3 separate regions of the Macaca mulatta genome follow, and regions 1 and 2 are each linked to region 3. Evidence: chromatin contacts called from public Hi-C data. All regions are on one chromosome and are shown on one strand. The core of a region is the stretch at or near the end of the contact, and the rest is flanking DNA. Distances in the headings are between cores, read along the strand shown.

Region 1 (2,790 bases), core at 224-2,723, 230 kb after region 3:
ATTTTAAAAAACGCTTTCAAAGCATTCCTTTGTGCAGATACAGTGTTTAATTCCTGACTGATGTGCAGTCCGTGTGTTTCTAGTCTTCTGCTACTGTAGCAATGCAGCAGGAAGAATCCGATCCGACCCACACCTTGTGCTGCTTGTCCTGGCAGGAACTGCGGGCGGAAGAGGAATGTGCATTTGGATCCCAACAGATCTGGCTGTATCACCCTCCCCAGAGGTCACTTACCACGTCCCCAAGAATGTATGAAGTGACTGTCTCCTACTTACTCTCCGCAGTGAGGGCTTGGATATGGCTGATAGCCGAGACCCTGGGAGCAAGGTGATGATTTAACGTGTGCTAGTGTGTGCTGGGTGCTTCAATTAATACCTCTTTAAACCGGGCACGGTGGCTTATGCCTGTAATCCCAGCACTTTGGGAGGCCAAGGTGGGCGGATCACCTGAGGTCAGGAGTTTGAGACCAGCCTGGCCAACATGGCGAAACCCTGTCTCTACTACAAATATGAAAATTAGCTGGGCATGGGGGCGGGCACCTGTAATCCCAGCTACTCTAGAGGCTGAGGCAGGAGAATCACTTGAACCTGGGAGGCACATGTTGCAGTGAGTCGAGATCACGCCATCGTAGTCCAGCCTGGGCAAAAGAGTGAGACTCCGTCTCAGAACAAAACCACCTCGCGTAACCCTCCACTCTACAGAGGGGGAGGTAGGCTCAGAGGGAAGGGACTTATCCAGGACTTAAAACGAGACACAGCAAAGCTGGTTTCAGCCGCCTGGCTTTACCCACACTGTTTAGACATGGCTGGATCTCGCTAGTCACAGAGAAGCAAGCCGGCTCAGAGAAGTGAAGCCACTCGCTTTCGATCACACGCTAAGTGAGAAACCAGATTCAAACTCAGGACAGTCGGACCCCAGGCCGAGCTCCTTTGACACCGTCCGCTACCTGGCAGAGCCGCCCTCCCACTGGGCCCCAGGCACTGGGGATGCAGCAGGGCGGACACGCAAGTCCCTGCCCTTAGGGATGCAGACTGCGGCCTTCAGACCAGGAAGTGAGCTGGGTGGAGGGTCCCCTTCCTCTCGCCCACGTCTGTCTAGATCTCCCTCCCCTGGGACCCGCCCCCACACAGCTGCCTGTCACACCTGCCCATGCCCAGGACTTCCTCCATGTCTCACCCCCGGGAGTCTCTTTGTCTCTTGAGTCCTCATCTGTGTGTGTCCCCTCCCAGCCACTCCCACCCCCCGTGAGGGCAGAGATTGTGCCCATCGAGGTCCCCGCCGTGTCCCCTTGCCTTGCAGAGCCACTGGCAGCAAGTCCGTGCCTCATAAACACGGGCGAGTAAGTGGTTGGCGACTGGGCGGGAGAAGCTGAGCCACCAGGGGAACTTCCAAGGGCAGTTCAGGAAGCGCGATGCAGGCGGGGCCCCAGCAGGGGAGAGGCCCTGTGGGGCGGGGCGCAAGGAGCACTTGTTCAAATGCAGCCGCAGCCACAAATGCAAAGCGCCGCAGCTGGAAGAAAGTTGAGCTGGAAGGAGGCGGTTAGGGTAAGAAAGCGGGATGTGGCGCCCCCTACTGACCATGTCACAGCCGTGGTCATGGTCAGCATTGATAGACCCAAGTCCCCCACCCAAGCTCAGCCGCTTCCTAGTAACCAACCATTCTACGCCACTGTGGTCACCAGCATTGTTAGACCCAAGCCCCCCACCCCCAAGCTCAGCCGCTCCCTAGTAACCAACCATTCTACACCAATGTGGTCACCAGCATTGATAGACCCAAGCCCCCACCCAAGCTCAGCCGCTCCCTAGTAACCAACCATTCTATGCCACTGTGGTCACCAGCATTGTTAGACCCAAGCCCCCCACCCCCAAGCTCAGCCGCTCCCTAGTAACCAACCATTCTACACCAATGTGGTCACCAGCATTGATAGACCCAAGCCCCCCACCCAAGCTCAGCCGCTCCCTAGTAACCAACCATTCTACACCAACGTGGTCACCAGCATTGTTAGACCCAAGGCCCCCACCCCCAAGCTCAGCCGCTCCCTAGTAACCAACCATTCTACACCGCTGTGGTCATCAGCATTGTTAGACCCAAGCCCCCCACCCAAGCTCAGCTGCTCCCTAGTAACCAACCATTCTACACCAATGCGGTCATCAGCATTGTTAGACCCAAGCCCCCCAAGCCCCTCGAGCCCAGCCTCTCTCCCTAGTGACCACTCCACACCGCCGTGGTCATGATCAACACTGTTAGACCCAAGCCCCCTAAGCCCAACCGTTCCCTAGTGACCACTCCACACCGCCGTGGTCATGATCAACACTGTTAGACCCAAGCCCCCTAAGCCCAACCGTTCCCTAGTGACCATTCCACACCGCCGTGGTCATCAGCACTGTTAGACCCAAGCCCCCCGAGCTCGGCCGTTCCCTAGTGATGAGGCCACACACCGTGGTCATTATCAGCATTGTTGGATCCAAGCCCTTCGAGCTCAGCAGTTTCAGACCAGGCTCTGGAATATCCCTGCTGACACAGGGAGGAGAGGAGAGGTGGCTGCACAGCCTAACCACTGGCCTCTGGTTTGAAAACTCATTTCTCTTTGCTAAACCCCATTTCCTCATTTGTAAAACAAGGAGCCTGGAATGAGTGTTTCAACTAAAGCCAAAAGAGGGAGTTGTGCTGCAAGCGCCGAGCTCTGTGCATGGGGTTAATTTGGGTTTACAAGTGCATCCCACGGGGCCAGAGAGAGCACCAGGCTAGTAAGAGGAGCCAGTGTGAGATGGTAGAGTGGGGAAACCAGAGCA
Region 2 (3,050 bases), core at 202-2,701, 170 kb after region 3:
TATTTACCTACAGCACAAAGGCTCTGGGGCAAATTCCAGCTCTGCCTCCTACCAGTTCTGTGTCCTTGGACAAGGTACAAGGCACCTTTTGTAATACACTGTATCTCCATTTCGCTGACTGTAAAGTGATGGAAAACAAAAATGCTGAGAACCACACCTGGCTAGTAAGTGTCCAGTCAGACTTAGGGTTACTTTGTCGAAGGTTTCCTGCAAGGTGCCCAGGGGACACTGCTGTGAACACGCACACAGATTAAAATACTAAGTATACATTGCAATAGGCATTAAGATGGATATAGAGGAGGGTGACTCATCCTGACTGGGGTAGAGGTGGCGGGGGTCAACTTCAGATGACAATAAACAGTTTCTAAGCACTTTACACATATTACCGAAGGTAATAATGCCTTGCAACAAGCTAAAAAGGCAGATGCTCCTCAACGAGTTATCTTCAGGAATCTCACAACTCTGTAAAAGTTGCACTTGTAGAAGCAGCGCACAAAAAGAGCCACCTGCACTGTATCTACGTTACGACAATAACCATCGTCCCCGGAAGCCCCTTCCCGCAAACCTTTCCGAAGGGGTCCGGTCCCGGCGCCCCCAGACTCCTTTGTAGGGTCCAGCTTCCCACTCAGCTTTCATCTCACAGCCCACCCCTGCTTGGGTCCCCTTCCCTTTCCCTACCTGTCCCTCCCCCTTCCCTCCCCCATCTGTCCCTCCCCCGTCCCGCCCCTCCCCCGTCCTCTCCCTCAGTTTCTCTCTCCCGCTTTCAGGACCTCGAGGATCCACGACCCCCCTCCCACTATCCACCCCTCCCCCTCTCCAAGTCCCTCCCCCTCTAGTTCTCGCTCCCAACCCCTCCCCCATCACTCAGCCCCCTTCTCCTCCCCTCCCCGCAAGTCTCCCATCTCTTCCATTTCTCCCTCCTGAGGGCCCCGGCGCCCCCCTTCCCGTCCAACCGCTGGTCCCTCCTTCGTCCAACCGCCCCCTCCGATCCCTCCCTCCTTTCCCCCTAGCTCACCTCACTCTCTCAGGCGATGCCCCCCAAGCCCCATCACCTCCCCGCACATGCGTACAAAGCTCACTGGGACTCCATGCCCCAGCAGGCTTTGCGCCAAACACCCCCCCCCCGTCCCCCTCCCCCAATCCCATACTCCGAGTCGCTCGTTCCGCCCAACAACTCCCCATGTGGCCCCGGCTTCAAGCCGAACTACAACTCCCAGGAAGCATCGCGGCAAAGGCAGCTGCCCATTGGCCCTCGCCGTGGGGACCCGCTCACCCTTGTTTGTCACCGCCTGGCGTCTTCCCCAACACTGGAACTACATTTCCCAAGATGCACGAAAGCGTCGTCTGCGGCCTATTGGGCCTTGACGGCGCAAGTGTCGCGGGCTCTCTGAGCGCGTCAGGCTTTGGAATACATTTCCCAGAATGCACGAGGAGGCTTCCCAGTAGTCTGCGCGCGGGCCCTGGGCATGCGCAGACGTGTCGAGAAAAAAAAGAGGGAGGAGTAGGAGGAGCCATGGCGGCGCTGTTGTGGAGATTAGGGGAGGTCGGGCACCGCCGGGCATTTGGGAGGTGGGGCCTCCAGAGCTCTAGAAGCTGGCAAGCGAAGAGGAGGAGGAGACCAGGCTAGAGTTCTGCGCCAATCAGGAGTGCAGGCTACGTCTCCTTGACTACGGATCGCTTTTTCTGTGTGTGTGTCCTCACTCTCCACCCGGGCAGAGCTTAAGAGCCGATGTCGGTGCCAGGAATCAGGACGTGAGCGGGCCGCCCTCCTGTTCTGGGGTGGGCGGTGGTTCAGGAGGGGGCCAGCGCGGGGGCCTCGGTTTGGCTCTTCCTGTGTGAACCTGGACAGGACACCGCCCTCTCTTTAGCCTCAGTTTTTCCTGGTGTGAACTGGGGGACAGCGCTACGTGCCGCGCGTCCTCGCTCTGCCCCATTGGACAGACTATTTCCCCGTCCTGAGGCCTCAGTTTCTGCATCTCAGGACTGCGAAGAAGACAGACATCCTAAGAGATCAGCTGACGCCCTTTATCTAGACAGTTCCAGACCTGATTATGGCTCATACAAGCCCTACCTCAGCCCGCGGCGTATTTCCTCCTCTGTACAACAAGGATAAGAGAATCCCCTCCCCTCCCCCACCTCCCGGGCTGATCCGAAGACTCTGCGCCATAAAAAGGAAGACAGTGGCTTACCCATAACAAGCATTCATTACATGGAGGTTGTTCCTCTTACCATATTCATAAATGAACAACTTGCCCCAGGTTTCACACGCGATGAGTGGTTGACTCAGAACCTTGTGACCAGTTTGCCCACGGTGGCCTAACCTGCCCTGGCCCACCTATCTACCCTCTGTCTTCTCGTGTTTAATGGGTTCCAGTCATGCCTCCTTTCTGCTCCTAGAACACGGTGATCTTCTTCCCACTCATATCCGATGGCCTACTTGACATCTCCACTTGGATTTCTTAATAGGCATCTCAAACCTAAGGTGGACAGTAGAGAATTTTTCTCCCCTACCTTGTGAAGAAACTTATTCCTTCCCATTACTCTATCATCTTAGATAGCAAGTCCATCATTCACCCAAATGTTCAGGCCAAAAATAGAAAAGCAGCCCTTGATTCTTTTTTTGTTTGTTTTGTTTTGTTTTTTGATACGGGGTCTGGCTCTGTCGCCCAGGCTGGAGTGCAGTGATGTGATCACAGCTCACTGCAACCTCCGATTCCCAGTCTCAAGCGATTCTCGTGCCGCATCCTCCTGAGCAGCCAGGACTACGGCCGTGCACCACCATGCCCAGCTAATTTTTGTATTTTTAATAGAGATGGGATTTGCCGTGTTGGCCAGGCTGGTCTCAAACTCCTGGCCTCAAGTGATCTGCCTCCTCGGCCTCCCAAAGTGCTGTGATTGCAAGCGTGAACCACCATGCCCAGCCAATTCCTCTTTTTCATCACCCGCCGCATGCAATCTGTCATCAGGTCCTATTGGTTCTGTCTTCAGAATAGAGTCAGAAGCTGTCCACAGCTCTGCTGTCTACGGCTACCACCTGGTCTAAGTCCCCA
Region 3 (2,706 bases), core at 89-2,588:
ACTAGTCTTTAACGAAGAAAAAAAAAAAGATGCTAAGCCTGATAGTCAAAAATTCAAATTTAAAAAAACATAAAATAGTTAATTACTTCTCAGCACAATGGCAAAAATTACAAATCTGGAATCACTAAGTGTTGATTGGGATATGGAGCACAAAGTGAGGGCATTGGGAAGGGTGAGGTCTGTGAAGACGCTAGAACTACTGAGTGGGATTTTAGCACCGAAATCAACCTCAAAGTTCAATTGCTCACCCTTTGGTTATGTTACAGATGGTGCAATGCTGGGTCACAGAGCTTACCCCAGGTCCCCAAGCGAAGTCAGTGGCAGTGCCTGGACGGGAAGTTCATCCCCATCCATTTTCACTTGCGGAATCTCAGGGCTCGGTAAAGAACCACGATTGACGGAGGTCACACAGCAACTGGTATGACAGGGACGGGTTTCCGGAATTCCAGTGTCTTAACACCAAGCCCTGTAGTACTTCTCAGAGATCAAAACCACTGCTCTTGTGTGCTCAGAAGACAGTTTAGTGGTCATAAAATCCAATACATCCAACTTGCAGATCAACACACAAAGACCCTGGAGGAAGGTGGGGCGGTAATTTCTCCTGGTCTCCAAAGAAAAGGCAAGAATGGTGATCATCAAAGCCGCTGGCACTTGAAGGGTCATTGTGTGCCGGCCATTGCTCTGAGGTTCCCTTAATTCTCACAACTCCGTACATTTTAACATCAAATTCTAACATCATCCTCACTTCACCTATGGGGAAACTGAGACACAGGGCATCATCCTCACTTCACCTATGGAAAAACTGAGACAGAGGGCACCATCCTCACTTCACCTACGGGGAAACTGAGACACAGAGGGTGTCTCTTGCCTGAGGCCCTGAAATAGTAAGAGAGCACAGCAGGGGCACCAGACATTATTTCACAAAAAGGGAAACCGAGGCCCAGAGAGGGTGAAAGGTCACCGGCTCACCCTCTCAAGGACGAGTGGTATAGGGTAGGTGGCCTCAAAGACAGAGAGGTTGGCTCAGAACCCACGGCCCCTTCAAATCAGCTTTCTCCCCTCCCGTGGGCAGCTATGAAGTCACAGGGGAACTGGGAGGGGCCGTTACCATGGAGACTGGAAGCCCATTCAGAAACATGGTGGAAACTGGGAGTCGCCCTCATCTCCCAGGGCACCACTTTGGAGCCAGCATTTTCGGCCTCGGAAGTGAGGCCCAGAGCGCCTCGCGCGAGCAGCCCCAACCTCCCCGCAGGCGACATGCGACACCGACCGGGTGACCGAGGCTCGGGAATCCCCACACTTCACGCACGCAGAACGAGGACAGAGATGCCTCAATGCGCGTGCGCAACTCTACCCCGTCCTTTAAAGAAGGCCGTGTGGCCTCTCCACCAATCGGAATCCTGCTTTTTCCCTGGTCCCGCCTTATTCCCAGACTTCCGGCGTCTCGCCGGCTGCAAAACAACCCTAAACTAGAGGGCTCGGCAACTCCTAGAGACTTCTGGGTATTGTAGTCCCAAAGATGCAGAGGGACAGGAGGAGCACGTTTTAGTAAAAAGCAGCTTAGAATAAAAATGTCTATACCAGTGATGATTCGGCGGGTTGGAAACGCTTTTTAGATGATTTCACCCACTGTTATTTGTGGGGGAAGCAGGAGGTAAGGAGAAGGAAGGCGGCCGCAGAGGCTTCTGGGAATTCTAGTTCAGCGCACTGAGCAAGGGCTGGGAGCTGCGACCTTCGCCCCGGATCCGGAAGTGGTCGCCGAGGCCTCCTAGCAGCCAATGTGAATGCGACAAGTCCCCGGTCCAGGCGCCCCGCTCTCCCCGGCCCAGCTCGCCAGGTCCTACCACGATGCCTGACTCGTTTGCGGCTTTGAGACCGGTTGTAGGGGGCTTGACCGTCACTAGTAGACGTTTCTGATTGTGTCGCGGTCACCATGGTAACGACTTTAGCTTCCCTTCCGCCCTTGCGGTGACGTCACTGGCGGAGGCCGGACTGGGGTGGGTTGGGGAGCGCGAGTGCGCATGCGCGTGGGGCGAGGCTGAGGGAGGAGGGAGAGATTCGTGGGAGGACGGAACCCGGGGATGGGACTGGAGGAGTTTCCGTGACCTTGCGGGCTGTTTGTGCTGAGGGGCAGCTTTATTTAAATAATAATATGCGTGCAGGCGCCCTGCATGATTCCTGGCCGCGTGCTTTCTAGTAAGTGCGCAGAGACTTTTCGCAAGAATTGATTCACTCTTTTTTTCCTTCCCTCCCGATTTTTGATTGGAAACCCAGACTTCCTTTCACGCCTGTCGCCAGGTTAACTAGGTCACTGTTTGCTCTCAGTAGCAACCCTGCCTCCCGCAGTTCGCTTGGTCCTTGATTACAGGTTCGTGCTGTGCATTCATTCATTCAGTGAGAGCCGAATAAGTACTAGTGGCCAAGGAGACAGCAGTGAGCTCAACAGTTGAATGGCCTCAGACCTTACCGAGTTTCTCAATACCAGGGTTATTGACATTGGGGGCAGACATTGCTTTGTTCTCGGGGCTGCCCTGTGCGTTGTAGGATGTTGAGGATCTTCCCTCACCTCACCCACGGGATGCCAGGAAAAATCCTCTCCGGCCCCCAACTCCTGGTTGTGACAACCAAAAATGTCTCCAGACATTGCCAAATGTCCCCTGGGGGCTGAAGTCAGCCTACTGAGAACTGCCGCCCTAGAAGTTTTCC

The links. Hi-C and Micro-C count contacts between places; a contact is called where the count stands out from the background.
Region 1: a Hi-C map of blood shows a contact between it and region 3, with 3 times the contacts expected there. The contact joins the enhancer-like site here to the promoter of LOC704549 in region 3. A contact is called at or near these places in 4 of 14 Hi-C or Micro-C datasets (blood, fibroblasts and liver).
Region 2: a Hi-C map of CD4 T cells shows a contact between it and region 3, with 5 times the contacts expected there. The contact joins the promoter of ZNF444 here to the promoter of LOC704549 in region 3. A contact is called at or near these places in 6 of 14 Hi-C or Micro-C datasets (CD4 T cells, blood, cortical neurons and 3 more).

The regions. Positions count from the first base shown.
Region 1 is chr19:68,439,069-68,441,858 of T2T-MMU8v2.0, reverse strand. No RefSeq gene overlaps it. Among named protein-coding and RNA genes, the nearest start is that of ZNF787, 41 kb to the left of the region's middle. Within about 2 kb of position 1,473, at least 10 of the 40 cell types and tissues checked have an H3K27ac peak or open chromatin away from gene starts, as enhancers often do. A contact at or near this core is called in blood, where this site is marked.
Region 2 is chr19:68,497,806-68,500,855 of T2T-MMU8v2.0, reverse strand. It overlaps ZNF444 (zinc finger protein 444), which reads right to left and starts at 1,451. Exons shown (of 5, transcript XM_077979926.1): 1 at 1,274-1,451. LOC114674207 (a long non-coding RNA gene) reads left to right here and starts at 1,493. Exons shown (of 5, transcript XR_013409718.1): 1 at 1,493-2,482.
Region 3 is chr19:68,669,325-68,672,030 of T2T-MMU8v2.0, reverse strand. It overlaps LOC704549, which reads right to left and starts at 1,338. Exons shown (of 5, transcript XM_077979969.1): 1 at 1-1,338. It also overlaps a transcript of ZSCAN5A not described here.